Linked DNA regions of Anas platyrhynchos: region 2 is linked to region 1. The links are chromatin contacts, called in public Hi-C maps. All regions are on one chromosome and are shown on one strand. Each heading gives the region's core, a stretch centred on a gene start, on an enhancer-like site or on the middle of the called end of the contact. The rest is flanking DNA. Distances are from core to core; before and after follow the strand shown. Region 1 overlaps MBTPS1 (membrane bound transcription factor peptidase, site 1). Region 2 has its middle 20 kb from the start of OSGIN1.

Region 1 (6,340 bases), core at 1,234-3,733:
ACTCGTAAATTTTATTGTGTGGGCTTTTATGATTATTATCCGGTTGCGTAAGTTATCTGTTGCATGTGGAAGAATTTAAGAGGAAGATAGGAGTTGCAAGTCTCTACTTTGTACTTGTCACTGTTACTACCTAAAGATGAGAGAAGAGTTTTTCAAATAACACAACTCTTATGTCCAAAATTTGAAGTAATCGTTGTATTTCCTCTGTAAAATGATGCATTTTTCTTTGGACAACAAAGCTATTTCTGCCCACCTCCCACCCCTGAAAGAGCTACGCAGAGGAGCATCCCAGCAAGTTGCCAGTTACAGAGGGTTGGATTTTCAGAATATTCTACTTAGCATGTAAAAATACTACCCTGGTTATAATGACAGCTGGTTATAGAGCACATTGTAAGGATGTAATTGATGTAATAATACTGGTTTTCAAGAGAAATTTGTCAGAAAATTGTCACTTCTATTTTCATCTTCAGCAATGCCAGTGAGAAATCAATTAATAATGGACAAGTAGGAACTGTAGATGTTCACAACAACCTAATTTTTGTTTGCATTTGCTTTAAATGAAATGACAACTTCAGGCGGAACAGTAAGCAAGACAAGCAAGAAATTAGAATAATAAAGGCCACCTAATGTGATCTATTGTTTCCTATTTCAGCACAGTTCAGAAGCGTGAAATGGTGAATCCAGCAAGTATGAAGCAGGCACTTATTGCATCGGCACGGAGACTTCCCGGAGTCAACATGTTTGAACAAGGACATGGCAAGTTGGATCTCCTGAGAGCTTATCAGATCCTCAACAGCTATAAACCACAGGCCAGGTTAATTTTAATCCTCAATTAATCAACAGTGTACTATAATCTGCTATATTTCTGTTAAGAGAGCAGGTGATATGCCAGAAATTCAGTTAAGCAACCCATGCTTATGCAACAAAGAACTTGCATAGATCTTACGTAATCCTGAAGTATGGATTTTGACAGGAGAGGGGATAAAAAGTCATTGTATTCTACTCAGGGTAGAGTAGTGTAGGGGCTTGAAGTGTCTTTGAAAGATGAATTTACTTTCTCTTCTAGGCTCAGTTTAAGCTCTCAGATGTTATGAATAATGCCACCTAGAACAAAATGGGACAGTAGTCCAATTTTAGTTTTCCAGAATGAGAATGTTCTCACTGGGCTGAAAAGTTTCTTTTGCATTGTGGAGAAAAAAACACCACGAAACTTTAAAAAAAAAAAAAAATAGAGGGGAAAGGAAGATTCGGACATATTTGGGAAGTGCTTGAAACAGTAACTATGACTGGCATGTTTTAGCTATAATTTTTTCATACATCAGTTTTGTATAGCAGCCTGTACCCCTACTGTGTTTTTTTTTTTTAATTTTGCCTCCTGTCTCTTTGCTTTTAGTTTGAGTCCAAGCTATATTGACTTGACAGAATGTCCCTACATGTGGCCCTATTGTTCTCAGCCCATATATTACGGAGGGATGCCAACCATTGTTAATGTTACTATCCTTAATGGCATGGGAGTCACTGGGAGAATTGTGGACAAGGTAAGAGTCAACATTGTTCCAAGTCCTGACTATTAACATTACTACAAGTTTCCCAGAAAGGATTATTTTAGCTATACATTTGATAGAACAAATAAACTTTTTTACTGGTAAGAGCAAGAGATGTGGAGTGTTTGGTTTTAAAGGACGCACCCAGATTAGTAAGACTTGTCACCATGAACTATCTGCAGATTTTCCAACAGTGTGCTGGTTTCAGGGGCGTGTAGTACTTTGTCTTCGTAAAACCAGTTTGGATTGATTCCACTTAGAGATTTCTTTGTGTTCTGATAGCATTTAAGATCTTCTGGATATTCTTTCCTCATCTCTTTGGTCTGGAGCATAAGAAATCTCAGTAAAGGATCCTGGTGTTACTAATTGTGCCTCTTATGTGGTCAAAACAACCTGAATGTGTTGGGTTATCAAGGCCTGTTGCAAGATCTGTTATTTTATACCAGTAATGCTGAACATCTTTGTTGAAAAGAGAGGATTAAACTTTTTTTTTTTTTTTTTTGATTAAGCTTTAAGTAAGGTTAAATATAGAACAGATAGGTAACTTGTCCCAAGTTACATAAGGCCCATATCTCAAAAATTTAGCCAATATAAATGAGCTTAATTTCAATATGGTAGTGTGAATCCCAAAGCCTGTTTTGTATTTGAGCTTTACACTAAAGGGTATAGAAGCTCTTATCCAATATTGTTAGCTAATTATAATGTTCAGACACACCTAGTGTGATCTGCTTGAATCTCTTAGAGCCATAACCTGTTTTGTTACAGAAAGGAAATCTAATGTCTTTGCCAATACATTTTTGCATAGGACCCCAAAACATTAAATTGGGTGCACTTAGCATGCTGTCCATAGAGCTTCCTAGAGTCCTGCCTCTGAAAGGTGTACGCTTTGGATCATTAAGGCTGTCATGGTTACGTTAATTTGTTGGCACAACATGTATCTTTTTGGACTTTTTGTAATTTGACATTATCTTCAGAAAAGCTAAGATGGGTTATTCCTGTGGGCAGAGGAGGAGGGCTGTGTGCACAAAAATTAGTAACTTCAAGTACTGTCTTACCAATGTCCTGTCTTCATTTCACAGCCAGACTGGCAGCCCTACCTCCCGCAAAATGGGGATAATATTGAAGTGGCTTTCTCCTATTCCCCTGTGTTGTGGCCTTGGTCTGGATACTTAGCAATTTCTATCTCGGTAGCGAAGAAAGCAGCATCGTGGGAAGGCATTGCTCAAGGTCACGTTATGATCACAGTATCATCTCCTGCAGAAAATAAAGTGAGTTCTATGTTTTGTTTGTGTGTGTGTGTGAAGTGGTGTTAATTATTAAAACTGCTTCACAGTATACAGATAACTTACTTTTATGGGATTAGTCTGGTCCTGTAATTTGATGCATAAGTTAAATTGGGGTCAAGGAATTGAGGAGTACAAATAATGATCTTCTTAATGTTATTTTTTTTATTATGAATTCTACGTAACATGTTTTGAAAAAGAGACAATTTAAGTGTCTTTCTCACAGAACCATCCTTAAGTTCCTGAGAACTTCCCAAGAAAATTTTAAGGTTTTGAATGTTTAAATCAAATGACAGTTGTAATGTATTTCAAGTACTTTACATTCTGAGCAGAAATATAAGCTGTTGAGTGCAGAAAACACAACGGTAATACAAAGCAAATGTCAGCTCTTGGTTTCCAAAGCTGGTACTGGTTACTAAAAATAGACTTGATACTTCTGTTTTTTCAGTCTTTTACACTCCACAGTTAACTGGTGAATGTTTAAGTGGGGGAAATGAATTTCACTGTGGTTTGTTCTGTCCTTCAGTCTAAGAACGGTGCAGAGCAGACGTCAACGGTGAAGCTTCCAATAAAAGTGAAGATTATTCCTACTCCGCCTCGTAGCAAGCGAGTCCTTTGGGATCAATATCATAATCTCCGTTATCCACCAGGATACTTCCCCAGGGATAATTTGAGGATGAAGAATGATCCGTTGGATTGGTATTTATCTCAGCTTCTATTAAATCAGTATTTCTTGATTGTGTATTAACGATAGAGAATAACTTCACTGAATGCCAGAGGTCCCTGGCCCTTTTCAGCATGCCAAGAAAATCTCTTAAATTCTGCATGCTTTTTTTGTGCAGGTTTTTGTTGTTATTCTATCTGGTTTTTGTTTCATATGAAATGAAAACCTTTTTAAATACCCATTTAAGACACTTTGTTGTTTTTTTCCCGTTTTTTTGTTTTGTTTTGTTTTGTGTTTTTTTTTGGTTTGTTTTCAAGGCATAGTTCCTTTCTGCCCTGAATCTATGATGATTCTGAGATTTCTCCCATGGAACTGAGGGAGACACTTTATTACTTGCTTTTTTTTTTTTTTTTCACTTATTTAAAATAAAAAAAAAAAAAAGAGAAATTGGAAAGATTGAAGCAAGGAATGGCTGACCAGTTGTCTAGGAACTTCTCTGCTGAGGTTCAGCAATTATTTGCAGGTTTTCCTGTGCACTTCTTCTAGTTAGTGGTTAAAACTGCTCTTACTGGTTCTTGATTGAGGAGGAAGTCCTGTGAAGAGGATCTGGTTTTAATGCAGCAGTGCTGCTCTGTGACATGCTGTAAATATACAGAACTGTGCTTTGTAAGGGATGTTCTCAGTCTCTGGCTTTGACTGTATTACCTATCTTCATAGCACTCAGAACCACTGTCATTTCTGGAAGAAGTTTGCAAAGAAGGGATGGTGGTTGGAAAACCACTGGTTATCCTTTGAAACAAATGGACCTTTCAGAAGGGAAACTAGGAACTAATCTGTAATTACAGGATGTAAATCCGATTCCTCTATGCCAAAGTAAAATGTCTTCAACAATCTTTTCCCTTGTCCTAAGGAATGGAGACCACATCCACACAAACTTCAGGGACATGTACCAGCACCTAAGAAGCATGGGTTACTTTGTTGAAGTTCTTGGTTCCCCGTTTACATGTTTCGATGCAAGTCAGTATGGTAAGCACGTGCTAATTGCCTTGTTCTCAGCACTGTTAACTTCTTCCTAAAATGGCCTGTGTTTTAGAAGACCGAAAATGTTCTGGGGAACTGAGATAGAATGCTAGATAGAAAAATATTACAGCAGTGGTTGTATCTGTTATTTATATGCTAATACTAAATTGTGCAAAGTCTAGTAGAATTAGTGCAGTTCTGTATCCTTATCTTGAAAAAACGAGAAGGAAAACACCTCTGAGTAGGTTAAAAGCCCCTCTGCATTCAGTCCCACAGAGGTAGAACTGAACTTGCTGGGTTTTTGCACAGTCAGAATGAAGCACGGGTGAACTGCAGACTCGAATTGAAAGTGTCCATTCTGTTTTCTCAGCAGTGGCGTTTTGAAACTTTGGTCTTTGTGGATAGATAAAACGGGGCAAAGTATTCTCTACAGCCCTGCATGCTCACAGACCAGTGTGGTTCGTTTCTTCTGTGTTGGATTTGGAGGTTTGATAGATTTGCTAGTCAGGAGGCAAACTGAGCTGTCCATGGTCTTTTCTGCTTCAGTATGCCCTTCTAGTTAACCCTGACAGGCTCCGACAAGGCCCTCTTCTTCTTTGGTCTGGGGTGTTTCTCATTTCTCCAGTGGATTGTAAAGAGAAGAGGGTGTGTTTTCTTGACAGTTTTGTAGTTCTGGAAATGTGGTCTCTAGTGATCTTCTGTTTTTCTTGATTCTTCAGTAAATATCGCACTGCTGTTTTTTGAGCTCAGCAGATGTGCAACTGGAGACAGAAGTGGTAGCCCTTAAAAGCATAATAAAATAGTTTGCTCTGAGACCTCTAGATTTATTACAAGGGCAGGTCTGCTTTGCGTGCACAGATTTGTCAGCTACAGCTCATGTTTCTCCTTAGGAAGATGGAAAAGCTTGGAGATTGGCTTTTAGATTGCCAAAATAGATTAAGGTAGGAGATGAGTGCTTTCTGCGCCTGAAAAATGCAAGTAGGTAGAGGTGAAGGAGAAAGCACTTAAGGAGGGAATGGAACAGAAATATGCAAGTGGAATAAATTTGGTACATGAAATGAGGAAATGGCTGAAATAGTCTTCTAATAACTCTGGTGAAGCTCTGCAGTAGAAGCAGTAGGGGGCAAATAATGTGGCTCAGAAACAGTCTAAATCTGTTTATAAATAGCTACATGACAGGTGTGCTTTCAGGGGAATAGACTTGAAGCAGAGACATCTCTTCCAATCTTGCAACCCACGTTGAATGAAGTTGCTTTGGAATTGGAAGAGGTAGCAGGACTTCATGTGATCCTGGCATTTGCTGGCACCTCTGAACATAGATGTGTTGTTGGTAGTGCGCAGTGGCAGGATGGCTGAGGTTGCAAGGGTTCAGTAGAGATATCTAGTCCCATCCCTTACTCAAAGCAGGTTTCTGAGGACTGTGTCCAGCCAGGTTTTGAGCATCTCCGAGGATGGAGACCTCGTGACTTCTCTGGGCAACCCATTCCGGTTTTGTCTTACGTCTAAATGGGGTTTCCTGTATTCTAGTTTGCACCCATCGCCACTTGCCTTTCACTGGTCTCCACTGAGAATAGCCTGGCTTTATCATCTTTGCTCCCTCCCATCAGACATTTATTTATACACGTCAGTAAGATTCTTCAGCAGCCTTCTCTTCTCAAGCCTAAACGATCCCAGCTCTGTCTTCCTCCACATGTCCACAGTTGTTGTACTGGATACAGCACCACAGAACTGTCTGACCACTGCTGGGCAGAGGGAAGAACCTCCCTCATCCTGCTGGTGGTCATCCTGCTGGTGGTGTTCTTCCTAATTCAGCTTACAGTGCTGTTGTC
Region 2 (6,340 bases), core at 1,869-4,368, 140 kb after region 1:
ACCTCCCAAATTTGGGGCAGGCAATTAATTCAGTTAATTAATTACAGCCCTCCTAAGGCAAATGAGGTTAAGGACACATGTACTGGGTCAGAGTCAGAGTGCTCAGCACTATATAATCAAACCCAGAAATGTATCAATACTAACCTGGCTCAGTTATGATTGGAGATAACCTCTGCATGAAAATGGATTTGGGCCCTGCTAGCTGTTTGGGAGGTGAAATGCTTCTCTAGACAACACCCCATCTGTTTTAGAGAGGCTCCACCACTTGTGTCTTGCAGCCCAAATTCTGGTTTTAAATCCTTTTTGCATTGTTCTCTAGGAACAAAGGAGGGTAACAAAACTCTTCTATTTGCACCTGTGCTCTGCTTTTGGCATGTTTTTTCAGGTCACTGGAGTCTTGCCCTGCCTTCCACCCCACCCTCTCTCCTAGGTCTATGCATCCTGACTGACCTAAGTGCAGTCTTTAACATTTTAAAAATTATAATCACTGGGTCCCTGTTCTTTTCCTTTGCTTATCCCTTGATCACTGTTCTTACAGGATTATGCCTGGGAACAGAGAGATCTGGTTCTGTGTTTTCATTATTGTTCCTTTTAATGGATAAAGGCCATTCATTGCACTTTTCTATTGAAGAAGATCACGACAATTCCAAAAGCCTTCTAAAACCATGATTAAACTGATAAATAACCTTGATAATACTCCAAAATTACTGAAGCACAAAGGGTTCACTTTTTTAGGACAGAATAAAAATACTGATTTACAGAGTTGAATCTAAAGTTACTAATGAATCCTTCTGTTTAAATAGGAAAAAAAAAAAAAAGTCCAGACAAAAAGCCACGTTTCTTCATTGTTCAATAATTTGCACTGGGTGAAATTATTTGTTATCTTGACAAGCATCCTGAAAAACTTTCAGATATTGAGTCAACATCACCAGATCTGACTTCCCATTTTGGGCTTGCTCTATCCCACCTCATTTCAGAAAGGTGCTGAGATATTGCAGCGATCTGTAAGCTGACCAGTGGGGTGAAATGGATAAGTACCCTTAAAAGGCCTAATATGTAGGGAGTAACTGAACTGTGAATTTATGGCACCTGAGCTCTTTGCTATTAATGTATTATTTAATATATAGTGTGTACAAAGAGAAGAAGGGCTTTTTTGCATTATTCATTTACAATATGCAATTTGCATAGCCAGAATTATTTGATTTGAAAGGCAAGACGTTGTGCGCATAGTTTTTTCCCTTATTAATATTTTTTCAAAATGCTCAAAAGGGTATCACTAATTTGTCCTGAACATTCTTTACATGTCCCATTTACTACTGCTGCTGCTGTGCATTTTTAAATAGGATAGAGCAAAAAATTTGTATGTGAAAAGAACCCTCTTGTTGGAAACCCTAGAAGACTGTTGCTCTCCCAGATTATATTTGCTGTTTTGCACAAAGTGTAGCTTTCTATATAGAACATGTAGTTTGGCTATACCTGAAAATGCTGATGTTAAACCTAAAATGATTCAAGCACCTGTGATAAGATGAATTTCCATCAAATCCAAGAAAGGTCTGCCTGAAATCCGCCTTTGTTCCTCATCCAGTACTCCAGATCTGGGTCTCTTTCCCTCTAAGCAGCTCTCACCAGCATCATTTTTAACCCTCTGAAGCATACACCTCCCTGACAGACTTCTAGACTTCTCCAAAACAGACCTGTCAGCTGGACTCTCCCCAGCATTATGACCTGAAGTGCTCCAGGATCAGGCACCAGGTATGCACATGACTCCCTTAGTGCCTTAGCAGATGAAGCAGCCCCATGCTGTGCAGGGCAGTTATAGGCACACCCCCAGGGCACATCTGAGGATTTCCAGCAAGGAACTGGGAGCCTGAGCTTTTTGGGTTCCCTGTTTTCAACGAAACACACAAACCTGGGCTGACTTCTCTGTAAAATCAATTTTTGTCAACTCTCCAGGTGTTGAGTGAAAGACATGATGTGAAAATAGCTCCCTCTATCTCTGTGAGTTTCCCATTAAACTGTCAAGACTAAGTTTTTCTAAGATTCTGAAGCTGTTTGGAGTACAAGCTGTGTGTATATAGGTCACCTGGTGCTTCTTCTCTGTTTGCAAGGAACAAAAAAGTCAGGAAAAATGTTTATTTGCTTGAAATCCCAATAATTCCTGTGAATGAGAAATCCTTTTGGTCAGACCTGTCAGCCACTGAGCAACATTTATCCAGCTAATGCAACAGTGACCTCTGCTGTACAGCTGCTGCTTTGTATTTGTTCTGCTACATTAAATTTGCTGATAATATCCTTACAGATAAGTCAAAACAAGAATTCTTTCAAGAGTAAGAATATTTGCCTCAAGGGAAGAGCATTCCTCTTTATACTAATAGGAAAGATTCAAACCACAGAACATTTTTCAAGTTACTGGCATGAACATATCACAACCTAGTTTTAATGCTTTCGCTAGATATCAAAACCATTATTAGCATTAAATGACCCTTGAACCACCCTCATAAAATTATTCTTGTAATTTGACTAGGAAGGAACCTGAGGCATAAGCCACTGGGTGACTTGCCCAAAGTCACACCCAAAATCACTGGCAGAGGAATCGAGGTTAGAGGAACTCAGGATTTCAAGCCCTGCTCTTTAATCACAAGATCATCCCTTCCTCTGCGGCATCAGCAGAATATCAACCAGCTATAAGTGGCACTTGTCACGCCTGTATGTTATTCTCCACACCATCTATGTGACATGGAAAAGCAACGCAAACTAGAACAAAGACACGACACTTGTTTTCAGCTACTGCCTCTTTGATTACAGGAGAGCACAAAGCCCGTAGGACACTCCTAAGCTTCTGGGTTTGATCTCACTGAAGCACTAAGCAACCAAAAATTCTGCCAAGTCAACAGCAGCAACATGTAAAAACCTCTGTCCTTGCCCTTCCCTCGCACCTCTAACTCTTCTCTCTCCATTCAGTCCTCCACGGGACCTGTCCCTGTGCTGCAGAGAGGAGCAATTTGTGTCTGGCTCCTGTAACAGCCCAGCAACCAAACAGGTTAAAGGGGGCACAGGGCGTTGCTGTGCGATCCCACACTGCCGCAGCGTGGTGAGACAAGGCTGGAGCAAGCTGCAAACTTTCACTCAATCCCTCCAGCCATAAGCAAAAGTTTTCTGCAGCGTTGTGAAGTAATTAGTCATTTACCACTGCCAGTGACTTCAGTTCAGCTTGTAATAACAGGAGTAAAAACATTTCTAAAGGAGAAATAAAAGTAGATAAAATGCTCTGAAATCAAATTTCAGTCTCAGCTGTGCAGAGACAGTGCGTGAATGTGGCAAGCTGCTTTGCTGGTAGTGTCAGTGGAACACTGAAGCCAGCTGTGGATTGACACTGCAGCTACAGATCTCCTCAGAAGAGCATGGGAGGGTATGACTTATAAATTCTGAGGGTTTGGACCTCTAAAATTTTATTACTGAGCATCCAGGAATGCTATGATCCCTATATATTCTTCTCTATCAGGACATATTATGGAAAAAAAAAAAAAAAGTTTAAAAGAATGCAAAAATTAAGGCTAAGAATATACTGTTTTGCTGACCAGATGCAGCTGTTCTCAAAATAATTAACACACAAATTCCAGAAGTTCTGTTGAGAAGAATGTCACAAACTGCTCTGTCCCCAAACCAGGCTTTGCTGAAAGAAAGAAAGAAGAACTACAAGATATACTGAGTGACAAGCAAAAAAGCCCAGTCACCCTGCCATGGAGTAAAGGTATGTAGAAGTGTCTAATCAGATGGGATGACTATGGGCTACTTAGTTATGACAATTTAAAAAGAACCAGATGTAGTAAAACTTATCTCAATAGCTCATTTTTGCATAATCTAGCTGTATTTTCATTGCTGCTGTGTATGCACATGTATCTGTGGTGTTTCAGATTGAGACCTCTGTATATCTTCGAGCTTCTTCTCCTGTTTCCTATATTGCATTTGAAAACTTCACCTAAGTAAAGTACCTCTTCTAAAAGGCATCTAGTTATTGTCTGAATAAATCAAATGGCAGACACTGAACTCCCATGCCTGATTGTTTTCTCCCCTGACTGATCACACCTGGTGTTAAAAAGGTGCGCCTCTGTCCCACATTGCCTCTTTCTGTCTCCAGCCATCTGTTCATTACAGTGTCCCTTTTTTTCATAAAAGCACATCTGCCCATCCTCCCCCCTCATTGAAGAACTGTTGGCCTGCAAAGAAGTAATTTCTCTGTCCCTTTTTGATAAGTGAAACATACAACACTCCCTACTTTCCTGCTGCAAGGTATTTTCTGCGGTGCTCAAGCTTTCCCGTGAATTACTTAGCTCTTGCCAGTTTTTCAGCATTCTTTAGGAGACCTGCTGGAGTTGTGTGCAAACTACCATCTCACTAGTGCTCTCTGTACAAACATCACTGCCCTGTTTCTATCTCCCTTTCCTGCATTTCATTTTTGGAGGTACTGCTCTCCGGAAGTCTCATTTTCTGTGCTGGCTCATGTTTTGCTCCATGGTGCATTAGTTTCATTCAGCCCTACCTTTATGAAAAATTCACTTTGCTGGAATGAGCCCAGCAAGCGAACAATCCAGATTTCTTCTGTGTTGCCCTTTAATAATCCACCATTCTTTGCATCAGTCACAAATTTATTATATTTCACATTTACTCTCGGATTATGGTAAGGGTCTTAGGTCTTCTACAAGCCCTATGAGGCCCTACTAGAGAAGCATCTAATAAATGGCAGTTCTCTCCAGCTATGTTCTTAGATTTTTCCATAAAGATCAACTTCATCTCTGCTTAATATTTGTAAAATATGTTTACCTTTGTAAAACTTCTTATTCGAAATGCCATGTCAAACTAAAGGTTTTCACAAAACTGTTCTAGCTATGCAGCTGCCCCCGACACTACAATCTCCAAGAATGAAGTTAATTTCCTCCTAAATAAATATTTTCTGTCAAAATGTCAGCTGACAATATATTCTGATTCTTTCTCAGCTGAACCTTTTCCACACTTTCCAATGATTTAACTCAAAACTTATGTCAAGCAGACTCATCTGTAGTTACATCTTCATTTGCTCTTTGAAACCTGGCACAAAGACCAATGCTGTTTTGGTTTCACAGAATTCTGCAAGTTTTACAAAACATTTAATGCCTGCAAAATATTTCATGTTTGAGCCAAGTAATATAATCCAAATTTATACTTGTACAACACTTTGTACTTCTGCCATCTTGGCACTATATTCATAACATTCCTCAGAGCTAAGTGTAAAGCTAAGTGTAAAAATATTCCAGAAAGCTGGGATAAATAGATTACCTTACCAACACCCAGCAAATGCATACTCCGTACCAGTAAGTACATACGTTCACTTAGCATTCCTGAATGTTTTCCTTTAAATGGGATTCAAACTTACTAGATCCATGGAACATTTGCCTATCGTGACTGGTGTGATATCATCCCCCCCTCTAGAAGCAATATGGAAGTTGCTACATTTTCAACTTATTTTATCTTTAGTTGATAAATTCAGTAAGTTTTGTCTAGTAGACTTTTTGGAAAAAAAAAAAAAAAAAACGAAATCTTTCTGGATCCAAAGAATGGATTACCACCAGTACTCTAAAAAAAGTACTTGGCAAAGACAAGAGATCTCTTCAGCTGCTTTTTGAGAACTTTTGGTTGCAAACAATTCACAGTTGAATGAAATATATTTAAGAGTCTCATTGGTTACTTTAGGGTTAGAAAGTATTTTAATCCACAGTTTATGCAAGCATTCCGATACCTGTTTTTGTCAAAATAACTTGACAAAATTGTTTTGTCGAATTATTGATTTGTACTGAAGTTCTAGTATTGATTTCTGAGTCACAAATAATTTTACTATCACCATCTGAGAATGGGTCATTACCATTGCTAAAATGAGAGGCATGTTCTCCTGCTCCTACCATTTATCCACTTTTTTTTTTTTTTCTCCCCAGTTTTATATGCTGGACAACACAAATACACCACCTTCATCTACAGTTCCCACCACATCCATTCAGGTTCAAACTGCCCTCTCCAGTAGTCCCATCCAACTCTCCAGCCCATCGGGTTTATTTTAACCAACCTGACTGTAGTCCTTTCAGTTCAAGTCACAGCCGAGTCCTCAAGACAATTATTATCTCTACTGCAGGCACACTCAGATAATTCCCAGCCTTTCATTGAACAGTGCACTTCACTTGTGAGATTTGCATAAATACATCAATGAAAGCTGTATCTGATAGAAAGCTGAAGAGAATCATCTGTAAACACATAAACTAAAGAACTGACCCTTCCTGTAAGCTGGTCCCACAGTTTTGCAGTTCTGTAAGGA

The links. Hi-C and Micro-C count contacts between places; a contact is called where the count stands out from the background.
Region 2: a Hi-C map of liver shows a contact between it and region 1, with 6 times the contacts expected there. The contact joins two enhancer-like sites. A contact is called at or near these places in 6 of 8 Hi-C or Micro-C datasets (F1 follicle, F5 follicle, liver and 2 more).

What each region holds. Positions count from the first base shown.
Region 1 is chr12:13,620,923-13,627,262 of IASCAAS_PekinDuck_T2T, forward strand. MBTPS1 (membrane bound transcription factor peptidase, site 1) reads left to right here. Exons shown (of 23, transcript XM_027466059.3): 11 at 653-814; 12 at 1,394-1,538; 13 at 2,624-2,812; 14 at 3,354-3,526; 15 at 4,402-4,517. Among named protein-coding and RNA genes, the nearest start is that of MBTPS1, 13 kb to the left of the region's middle. Within about 2 kb of position 2,484, at least 1 of the 8 cell types and tissues checked has an H3K27ac peak or open chromatin away from gene starts, as enhancers often do.
Region 2 is chr12:13,755,468-13,761,807 of IASCAAS_PekinDuck_T2T, forward strand. No RefSeq gene overlaps it. Among named protein-coding and RNA genes, the nearest start is that of OSGIN1, 20 kb to the left of the region's middle. Within about 2 kb of position 3,119, at least 1 of the 8 cell types and tissues checked has an H3K27ac peak or open chromatin away from gene starts, as enhancers often do.